Regions from separate parts of the Gossypium hirsutum genome. Here region 2 is linked to region 1. A link is a contact called in public Hi-C data. All regions are on one chromosome and are shown on one strand. Each heading gives the region's core, a stretch centred on a gene start, on an enhancer-like site or on the middle of the called end of the contact. The rest is flanking DNA. Distances are from core to core; before and after follow the strand shown. Region 1 has its middle 12 kb from the start of LOC107953314. Region 2 holds the start of LOC107953311 (lysosomal Pro-X carboxypeptidase).

Evidence for each region. A called contact is a pair of places that touch in the nucleus more often than the background predicts.
Region 2: a Hi-C map of leaf shows a contact between it and region 1, with 1.9 times the contacts expected there. The contact joins the promoter of LOC107953311 here to the enhancer-like site in region 1. A contact is called at or near these places in 8 of 34 Hi-C or Micro-C datasets (callus, hypocotyl, leaf and 1 more).

The regions. Positions count from the first base shown.
Region 1 is chrA07:19,403,144-19,408,284 of Gossypium_hirsutum_v2.1, reverse strand. No RefSeq gene overlaps it. Among protein-coding and RNA genes, the nearest start is that of LOC107953314, 12 kb to the right of the region's middle. Within about 2 kb of position 1,279, at least 1 of the 9 cell types and tissues checked has an H3K27ac peak or open chromatin away from gene starts, as enhancers often do. A contact at or near this core is called in leaf, where this site is marked.
Region 2 is chrA07:19,448,415-19,454,044 of Gossypium_hirsutum_v2.1, reverse strand. It overlaps LOC107953311 (lysosomal Pro-X carboxypeptidase), which reads right to left and starts at 3,557. Exons shown (of 9, transcript XM_016888569.2): 1 at 3,157-3,557; 2 at 2,705-2,891; 3 at 2,484-2,617; 4 at 2,281-2,393; 5 at 1,944-2,181; 6 at 1,708-1,860; 7 at 1,476-1,555; 8 at 1,345-1,394; 9 at 944-1,215. The coding sequence starts at 3,552. The coding sequence ends at 1,076. It overlaps LOC107953312 (a long non-coding RNA gene), which reads left to right and starts at 4,698. Exons shown (of 5, transcript XR_001699179.2): 1 at 4,698-4,940; 2 at 5,219-5,347; 3 at 5,451-5,568.

The sequences.
Region 1 (5,141 bases), core at 30-2,529:
CTAAAACTATCTATAGTTCTTCCTCAACCCATAAATAGGAGGATAATACGCTTCAACACATTCGAATCCACATTATTTGCATTAACAATAATATTCATGCTAATCGAGTTAAGACTCAATTGGTAATTTAAATTATTTTTAACTTTTCACTATCATGTCTAAAAAGGATATTTTAATTTTCAATTACAATTTTGGATAACAATGAATAACATTAAAAATGCACAATCACACTTTTCCACAATATTTTTAACCGAAATTTTAAAAAGTATTTTTTTCTAAAACATCTTTAGAAAACAAATTTCAACTGCAACAATAATGGGGATTTAATCCAATATATTTAAAAACAGTTTTTTATTAGAAAGTTGACTTGGATGATTTACATCTCATCAATCATTTCACCTTCATTTTCCATAATATTTTTCCACTTCATAAGTTCTTCAATGGTTGTAGCTATATTTTAGCCTTTCTGTGTGTGGGAACTACCTTGCTCGAAGCTCTAATCTACGGCAAAAGTAAATCACCAATTTGGAGTAAAGAGATAAGGAAGAACTTGGCTTCCAATAGAGTAACTCTTTCAAAGCATTATAAACTGCATCATCGGCACCGTTATTAAATATTGCCATGTTTTCCATAGTTGCCACTGAATCACCGTTATTACATAGTAACTCTTTCTTTAAATTTAGGTTTATGAAGGTTGGGCAATCAAAGTAAGGAGAACAAAATCAGCTTCTGAAAACTACTTAATTATTATTTTAATATTTTTTACATTTAATATATTATTTTTATTAAATTAAAAACAAATAATAACCCCATGACAGTTTACATCCTCTATATAATATCGTAATAAATATTTTCCCAATATCAAAAAGAAAATCTAATGTTTATATAAAAGCAAAAGGGTTTAGAAAGCTCTTAATATATAAAAAAAATTGACAACCCTTTAAAGAAAGCACCTAATTTGAGTGTTGAATGTTAAAAATAAAATTAATTAAGTTTTTTCGTTAATAAAAATTATCATCAATCGATTTAACTATTAATAAACATTGATAATGATTGATGGAAATAATAATAAAATTTTTAAAAATTATCATAAAAAATAATTAAAACTATTACAGAAATTATAAAAAATTAAAAAGATATAAAAATACATCTATCTCTCAAAAATTGATAATAATAATAATAATATAAATTTTGTTTTTTGAAATGCAAGACACAATGAAGTACCTAAGTGGCTCAACAGGAGCAAGCCGCTTCGGGTCTAGGTCCACTACCGAGGCTTGCCCAAATGTTCGCCTGGTGGGTGTTAAAATAACAAAAATAAAATTTTTCTAAAAATATAAAATTGGTATATAACAGTGATTAAGATTGAATTTATAGTGATTGGTAATAATTTTATTTTATTTTAATGAAAGCAAGTACAATGAAAATAAAAAAGAGATTGAAATGAAAAATTGAAATTAAAGTTAAAATCTCCGAAAGAAATATCACAAATAAAAAATTAAGAAAATATAAATAAAAGCAAACCTCAATTTTGATTAATGAATTTAATTAATTAATGCAAAGATGAATTAAATATTCTTTAATAAATTAATTATAGTTACAATCTTTTCTTACTTTCTCGATAACATTGAAATTATTTATATTATTAACAAATAATTCTATAATTTAGAGAAACACAATTCTAATAAATAAATCTGCATAAACGGGATTTATTTAGAGTAAATTGTATATCTACGTAACATGAATCACAAATGTAGCTTATACTCATGCATGTGTTAAAATTAAACAAATAAAAAATTAAAATTTCAATTGACAACATAAATATTTTAAGTTATCAAATATAAGGTATATATTCATCAAACCTAGATATTTATACTTAAAAAGAGATAAAATTAATTAATTATATCTCACAAATTTGAAGAAACAGATTTTCGAAATTGATTTGAGTAGAAAAAAGTTAACCCATGTTGAGAAGAAAATACAAAAATATAAAAATACTGAATGTTACTAGATCTAATTTTAATCATAATAATGTGTATTATTTAAAGGTTGAAAAAACAAAAAACCCCCTTAATTAAAGCATTATTTTTAGTTTTTTGATATATTTGTATCCCTGATTTCAAGGTAATTTTTGGCATCTTTCCAACATTTTTAGGCAACAAGAACTAAATTGGCATGGTTAGATATTTTAACCCTTTTTTAACGATGTATTATAGGTCTAAATCGGAGTTTTGTAATTTCGAATGTGATTAAAATAGTAAACCAGGGTCAAGCTGAGATTTTTAAATAAGTCCAAACCACATAATTTATCAAAAATAATATTTAAGTTTCATTTTCTACTATGCTGAGATTTTTGTTTTAGTCTTTATAAGTCTTTCCCATCAATTTGTTCTCAGTAAGAATATACATTAAGAGAGTTGGTATCATTTTTGAACTGAAAATTATCTTTGTAATTAAGCAAATATTCGAAAAAAATTTAACATATTGTGCATTTAGACGATGCATGTGTCTTACATTAAACATTGAAAACATTTGTAAGTCTATTGCAACAATAATTCCAACACCTATTAGATTAAGTCACTGTGTGATAAATCTTAACTAACTAGTAGGAATATGAATTCTCATCCAATTAAAATGTGAATCCAAACACATTAGATATCACATACATAGGCGAATTCGTTGCCAGCCCCCCCTAAAATGAAAAATTACCATTTAAACCTTTTAAAATTTTAAATTAGTAAAGGTAAAATTATACTTTCGCTTCCCTTAAAATTATAAAAATTCGATTTAATTCTTAAAAAATTATAAATATATAAACTATAAAAAATTAAAATTTCGTTTGCCCTCCTAAAAATTTGTTATGGCTTTACCCCTGATCACATATTAATAATCGTTTCACATTTGACTATTATTCTAACTTAAGTAGAGTTTCGTAGGAAATTACTTGACTAAAATAATCTTAGGTGTATAACTATCAACTCAACACTCATCATAAATATGTACTCTATATGAATCATCTTGGGACAATCTAATGAGTAAAATATAGGACTAGTCATCTTCCCTGGTGAAGTCCACTTGATAATACTTATTATGGGGTGTGACATGGGTAAAATCTGCTCAAAGTATTATCACATAGTCACACAAAGACCATTGATAGAGGTCATAGGTCTTTATTTAGAAATTTTCTTTCACTCAATGTTTTAAGAACATGTAAGGTTTTTATTCTAGTTTCAATCATGAATGGTTAAGTATGCAAGGACAAGTACAAGTGACATTCTCTTTCCAAAACCATATGGTATGCTTATATTATATACGCATGAACATGCAAATTTGATCTCATATCATTCTCATATAGCATGCTATAAAATTGTAAAATTAAATTAACTTTGATCAGTTAAAAGTTTTCATGATTCTATTCTAAAGAAAAAAATAAAATAATAAAAATTATAATATTTTTCCCAAAGCATTTTTTGGGATCTTTTGGGGGAAAATCAAGTATCTGGTGGGTTTTTTTAAAAAATATCAAAAAAAATCTTAAATTAACATGTTCTCCCAAAAAAATAGTCCCAAAACTTGACAACTAAATTTAACTAAAATGGGATCCACTGTTGGGTCATCGCTGTTGGCCACCGCCAATCGGCTCATTGCCAACCACCACCGTTGGTTCCTGTCGAGTTTGTGTTGTCTCATTCAATTTTGATTTCGGTTTTGTTCACGTTGTCAGTCACCTCACTTCTTCGATTTCCGCCAGAAAATTTATGTTACAAAAATTCCTAGTTCGTTTTTGGCTCACATGAATTTTTCTAATTTTTACAAGAAATAAAAATTAAAATAAACATGCGTGGAGATGATAGTCCACGATTTAATTACAAACCCAAAATTTACGAAAACCAATATTACATCCAATCTAGTTTCTAGGAATCACCATCTTCGATAAAATCATTTTATAACATAATATAAATAATCCAAACATTCATCCTCATACATAATAATCCAAAACATGTATACAATTTAAGAATGTCACTTCTCATCTTCATTTAATCAAACAATGAGAGAAAGAGAAAAAAATTGAGATCGTTTTATACTATAAACATGGTACAACCCAACTCTGATATCAATTGTTAAAAAAATCTATTTAGAAAATAGTGTTTTTAGGCATAGTGGAAGTTTAATTTTTTCTTTAAAACTGAGTTTTATGATATTTATAACAATAAATCATTGTTCTTTGTATGAGGCAGTTAAGTCAATCTCAACTTTCCGCCAAACAATTTTTTTCGCTATTCTCAAATCACGAATTGCTTTAAGAGTGAAATCACACAACACGAACCAATCGTATAGAATGAAACTTTATTAACTTTTAGTGGGAAAGTTGATTCTTTCTATAACCAGAAACTATGCGTTTTTCACATAAAATAGAATTTATTTTGTAAAATAAATTTTCACTTTTTTCTAACAGAATAACGATGCTAACGATTTGTGTAAATGGTTTAACTCATAGTTCTTATTTATAGAAAAATAATATAAGAGTTCTGTTCGAATAAAGTCTAATTAAATAATAATATTTTAATAGAAAACACAACTTCTACCCTTAAGTAGAAGTGTTAGGGGCGACAACACCTTTAGAAAAATATTAGGATTTGTCGCCCCTTGTATGTAACAAGGCTTGATTGGGTCTTCCATATATTAGATCTAGTTATATGTGTTATCAGGATTTATTCAACTATTATACTGTTTTCTATTTTCGAAAATATTATTTATTTGATCAATTTATTTATTTAATTAAATTAATTAAATTGTTTTCTCAACCCAATTCTAAATTGTTAAAATCATGACAATTTTACTATACTAAAATCTATAAGAAAATATATTTAATTATCTTATTCAATAAATCTATGATGACTAATTAATTTAATTTTTGGTTCGAACTTCAATTATTTAACTAAAATTAATTAAATAATAATTTAAGAAATTAAATTAATTTCTAAGTCATCTTTTATACTTAACGAGAAAACACATTCATTGGAGATAGTGATGCATGCAATCTATTTCTCTTACTTCATTTTCATTCATTCCATATTATATTGGTTCTACATGCAATTTGTTTCTGGTTATCTTGAGCTAATGGAATAACCAATTGGATA
Region 2 (5,630 bases), core at 2,308-4,807, 43 kb before region 1:
CACTCTTAACCATCATGCTATCACATAAAATTCTCGTTATTTTTAATTTTATTAAAGATAAATGTATCATCTATTTAAAAGACGCCCTCAACTTTTTTTTTTTTGATTGAGCATTTAACTTTTTGCGTTTTTTTTAACCTTTTAGTGGAAGATCTTTTACAAGTGTGGAAGGTTGCTTCTATCTTTTTCCTTTTGGTGAGTATTTTTCTTATATATATATTTAGATTACTTTTGCATGTTCCTTTTTTACTTCAAATTGTTTAGTTTTTAGTAATTTTGTTGTTTAGTGATTAACCTATTTGGTTTACTATATTCCTTGATAGCTATTTTTTTCCATTTAATTTAATTATATTGTTGAATTTTGAATTGAGAAGGCTTGCTTTGAAGACAACAAAACAAAGTAAATAATTTCGATTCATGGGTGATACATTCAAAAAAAAAGTTTGATTTATGGGTGACAATAGGATTTGGGTATTCAGTCATTTGCTTATTTAAGATATTAAATTAACTATAATTTAACCTTACGAACACCCACCCACAAATTTGTGTAGAAATTTTAAGAAAGTTTGAGATGTAAAGATTGAATTGAACACTTACATATAATATAGGGATTAATAATAGAATTTTACCTAAATAGAATGACTAAACCTTCATCATTGAATTTTATATTCGTAAGCGTGAGAAAATCAAGCTGAACCATCTACAAATGTTTGGCCAATATTATATATTATACAGTTATTTTAAATAAAAAAGGTGGACTTTGTCACAAAATCTGTTTTAGTAAAAAGATTTAGCTGTTATTTTGAGTGATTGAGATTATATTTAAATCGGATTGATTAAATTAAAAATAAGTTAACATATAAAAATAATATTGATTGAATAGGAAAAACACTTGTTATGGAGAGATGATGGAGCACCGGTCACATTTCGAACAAAATTGATATGTGTAAACTAATCAAACAATAGACTGATATATAATATAAGAACGATATATATAAAAAGAAAAGCTGGACTAAATCAAATGGAGTTGATTAAGTAAATTATATTATTTTCAAAATTCATCTGGAAGTAAATATTATCCTTTTTGGAATGCTTTAAGGTCAGCATAGTACGTTACCAACCATCCCTTGATAATACGCAGTTCTATGTTCCGTTGCTTGGTTAACCACTCTGGATCATTATCACTTTTTGGAAATAAATCTAAGCAGTGAGATCCTGCAACACAAATATACCCATCTTTTTAGTTTTAAATTATCCATCGAGATTAAAAAAAAATGTCAATCCAATGAGCAATCTCAATTATTTCTTTATTTAAAAAAAAAAAGGAAAGAAAATTCCACGTACCATAAGTTGTAGTTACGGCTCGAATACTTTTTGAAATATGTTCCAACACCCTACAATATTTAATAAAAAAGGTTAAATAATTAACATAATTTTTTACATTTTAAGATATTGTTTGGTAAAAATATATTTACCCGCCCGCGCTGAAAGGATCTCGCAGCCCATTTGAAAAAATGATGTTGCTACCAAACTTCTGGAGAATGAAGTTAAAATCCTGCAAAATTTATCTCTAAAATTGATAAAGTAAAATAGGCATTTATATATTAATTATTTTTACCAAAATAAAGCAGGTATGAGTTGAGGCTTTATTTTATAAATAATATGAAAGAAAATAATTGTGAAGAAATAGAGAAAAAAGATAGATACATTGCCACCATAATAAGAAGTGATCCAATGAGGGCGAGGAGCAACGCCATACGTTCGAATGCAATCATTTATAAATGTGTTCAAATCAAAGGGGTTAGGTTGGAACATAGTGTTTTCGCCCACGCCGATGGGCATCACCATTTCACTGCATGTCTAAAAAATAATACCAATATTACAGTTCAGGTTTATATTTAAAACTATAATTATTTTTAATATAAACAATTGTTAAGAATTACCTGCCATTTCCATCCGGTAACTGTTTGGGATTCAGGATTTGGTGGATTAATATAGCAACGGTTATTCCCATTAAAAGCGACAACGGCGGCAAAGATCTTGAAAAGAATATCGTCAGTTTGAGTTTCGTCGATGGCTGCACATACCCGGTTGACTAGATACGCTGGCTGATTAAATTGACTTGCTACCACGTAAATCGACTCTAACTCCTTTTTGAGCTCTGAAGCACTGTTCAATGGACTAATATAACACCCCCCCGGCCCAAAAAAAATAAATTTAAATACAGATCGTGTATAATTACATATATTGTTACTGAATTAATGAAAAATAAAACCATACTAGCAAGTTCTGAATTTGGAGCTGAGGACAGAAAGACCCCAGGGTTGGGAAGCATATGAATCTATTACAGACCATGATCTTCGTATAGTTTGGTAGCAGCTCTCGCTCGTTTCCTGTACATTATTAATTCCGATTAGTTAGTTACATGAAATTATCAAGTCATACAATCCAGGAAAAAAAAATGAGAGTTGAGTGGTAAGTACTCTAAAGGACTTAGTGATGATTGAATAGAAAGCGTCACTTGGTGTAATATTATCAAAGTAAAGAACAGGTGCGGATGAGGCCAAAGCTCCCAATGCCAGATGAGGGTACTTTAGCCGAAACCATGAAGCCAGCACTGTTTTTAAGATTCAGATTTGTGAGAGAGTAGCTTTTAATTTGGATTGAATTTGTGATTTAAAATTTGTATGGAAATCAGACTTACTTCCCCCGTAGGATGCTCCGATGACGATCACCGGAGAATGTGAAGCTTGAAGATTGTTCTTGATATCTGCGATGATTTCTGCGTAATCTGCTAAAGCTTGGGCTGAGTTTAAATAACCCATTCTGTATGCGTTTCTAAAGGCTTCTTCCCTTGATCCGAATGGTACTGATTTTCCATAGTAACGATGCTGATGCAATTTATATAGAGAGAGGTTAATATTTGATGTTTCTTAAATCCACTTACGTTGTATCAGAGTAGTAAAGAGTTAGATACTTATAAATGGGAGATATTTATCTGTTTTTAAAATTTAATTCAACTCAAATCTAAATTTAATTAGATTCAATATATTGTAATTTTATTTTTTCCATTTACAAATATTCAAACCGAAACTTTTTATCAAAATCACATTTCTTAATTGAAGAGACTGGAGTGTTTAATTCAAAAATTCATACCTCAATGTATACAATGAGAGCATTGAAGCGGGCAGCATTATCATCGAGGAAACCAATGGTTTGAAGATCAGTTTCCAAAGCCTGCTCAGCTCCAAGACAGACAAAAATGGGAGCACTAACAGCGCCTCCGCCCCAATACTTGTAATTGATCACATACCTTTGCTGAAAAGTAGCATAGCTTTCAGGCTTGTAGTTGAAGTGATCCAGTGTTTGAGTGTAGAAATAAGTGTGAAGATCACCAGAAAATGCTCTCTTCAACGGAAGATGATGCTTCTTCAAGACGGCTGCTCCCCTCGGAATACCAATCCGGCCAGCACTGCTGCTACTTATTGAAATTGAAAGAAAAACAACGAGGAACAGGAGCCATTCAACTAAAGAATCCATGGCAAATATCATTTTGAGCTTGGAATTTGGAAAACAACTTAAAAAATTGTTCTATATATCTTTTTAGAATTTTTACAAAACATTTAAATCCTTTTCACTATTTTAAATTTTAAATTTTAAAAATTATCCATTCTTAATTTCAAAAAAAAAATCCATTCTTTTTACTAATAATTATATCATCAATATTGAATAATTATTCTACTAATTATCTGTATTTGTAAATTTTTATCTGGACAGTTTTTTTTTTAAATTTATATTTGAATACTAGGTTTTTTATATGTGTGATGCATAGGCTTATTGTGTGTATTGTTTATTTTTTTTTTAAAATTGTAATATATAAAAAATTATTTATAATTATTTTTAACAAAATAAAATTTATAATTAATTAAATAATTTATTTAATTTTTGACTGAAAGATTATTTTTTAGAACAAATAAAAAATGATGAGGTCTAATTTTGTAATTTTAATAAGGAAATTTCTTAATTTTTAAAAGGTTAGAAACAATGAGAACTTAAAGTGTGATTTAAGAATGATGAGAACTTTTAAATAATTTAACAAAATATGGATGGTTTAAAAAGGAATTTACCCATTCTAAAAGTTATAAATCTATTTTTAAAATTTTTATTTTAATTTGACAAAAAAATTAGAAGCAAATTTATTCATTTAAATAAGTGTGATTAAATAAATAATTTATATATAACCATTAATTTTAAAAAATAATTCATGAAAATACACGTTAATTAAGATTTGATTTTAATTATCATTATTTAAAATTTGGTTTTAATTTTATACTTAAATAATAATTTTTGTTATTATATCTTCACCAACATAAATTTAATTAATAATAAAATTAATTATTTTAAATTTTTAGATAATATATCTTAGAAATAATATTATTTTTAAAATTAAAATATTTAATAGTTTTATAAAATTAAATTTATTCCGATAATATGATGATGTTTTTTTTTTTGAAATATAAACAACTGGGCTTTTATATATAATGAAAATAAATACTTCTAAAAGTGGGCCTCAAACCTGCCCAACAACCAGAGAAGAATAAAGGCCCTAATCAGGGCAAAAATCGAACAGATTAAGTTTCCTAAAAGCAAAAATTAAAAAAAAATAAAGAAATAGAAATCGACAGCAATAATAAATGAATCTAGAAAAAAAAGAGTAACCTAATCAACCCCAGTCATTTCAACGCCGGCTGTACTTCATAATATTATACGAGTCGTCATTTCAAACTTACCCAACCGTTCAGTCAATAGCTCTGCCCAAAAAATTAAACATTCATTGCTATCATCAAAACCCATTTCCTCTCCAGCGTATTCTAGTCTGGACTTCTTGCCCAGCGCCCTTCCAAAAGCAAGTCTAGCAGATTCGGGTCTCTTTGTACCAGGTAAGAGGTTACTCCGCTCTCTAAGGCATCTTTTGCAATCTGATGGGCACGCATGTTTTCTATTCTAGGAATATGCTTGAATTCTATTGTTAGATAAAGGAAATACATGTTTTGAATATCTCAAATGATTGCTCCTATGGCTGATTTGTCTGTTTCTGTTGTTTGACACTTCCTGATTACTGTTCGTGAATCCCCTTTAATCTGTGCTTCTCAAAAACCCATTAAGATCCCTAACTTAATTGCTTCCAACCCTGCATATGTTTCTACCGCGAACGAAGATGGAATACTATTGTGAAGGACCGTCTTCAATGCCAGAATTTCATTTCTACGACCCCAAACCACCACCCCAGAGACAGATCTGAAAATTCTCTTGTTGAACGCAACTTCAAAGTGTATATTAACCATTGGTAAGATTTCCATACTTCTGTGCCTTCGAGCCAGATCTGGTGATTTCTGCTTTGTTCTTGCCCCATATTGTTCAGCCTTGAAACTTAGAATGTTTTGTGCAAGTTGTCTTCCTGTTATGGATATCCGTTCGTGTACTAGTTGGTTTCTTGAGTACCATATTAGCCATAAGGCATAGCAAAAGAGTCGACTTTACTCTTCGGACCCTTGCAGGAATACCGAGGTAAGCTATTCCCAAAACTCAGAGATTAAGTTGTTAGTGACCCAAGAAAGATCTAAAATCTT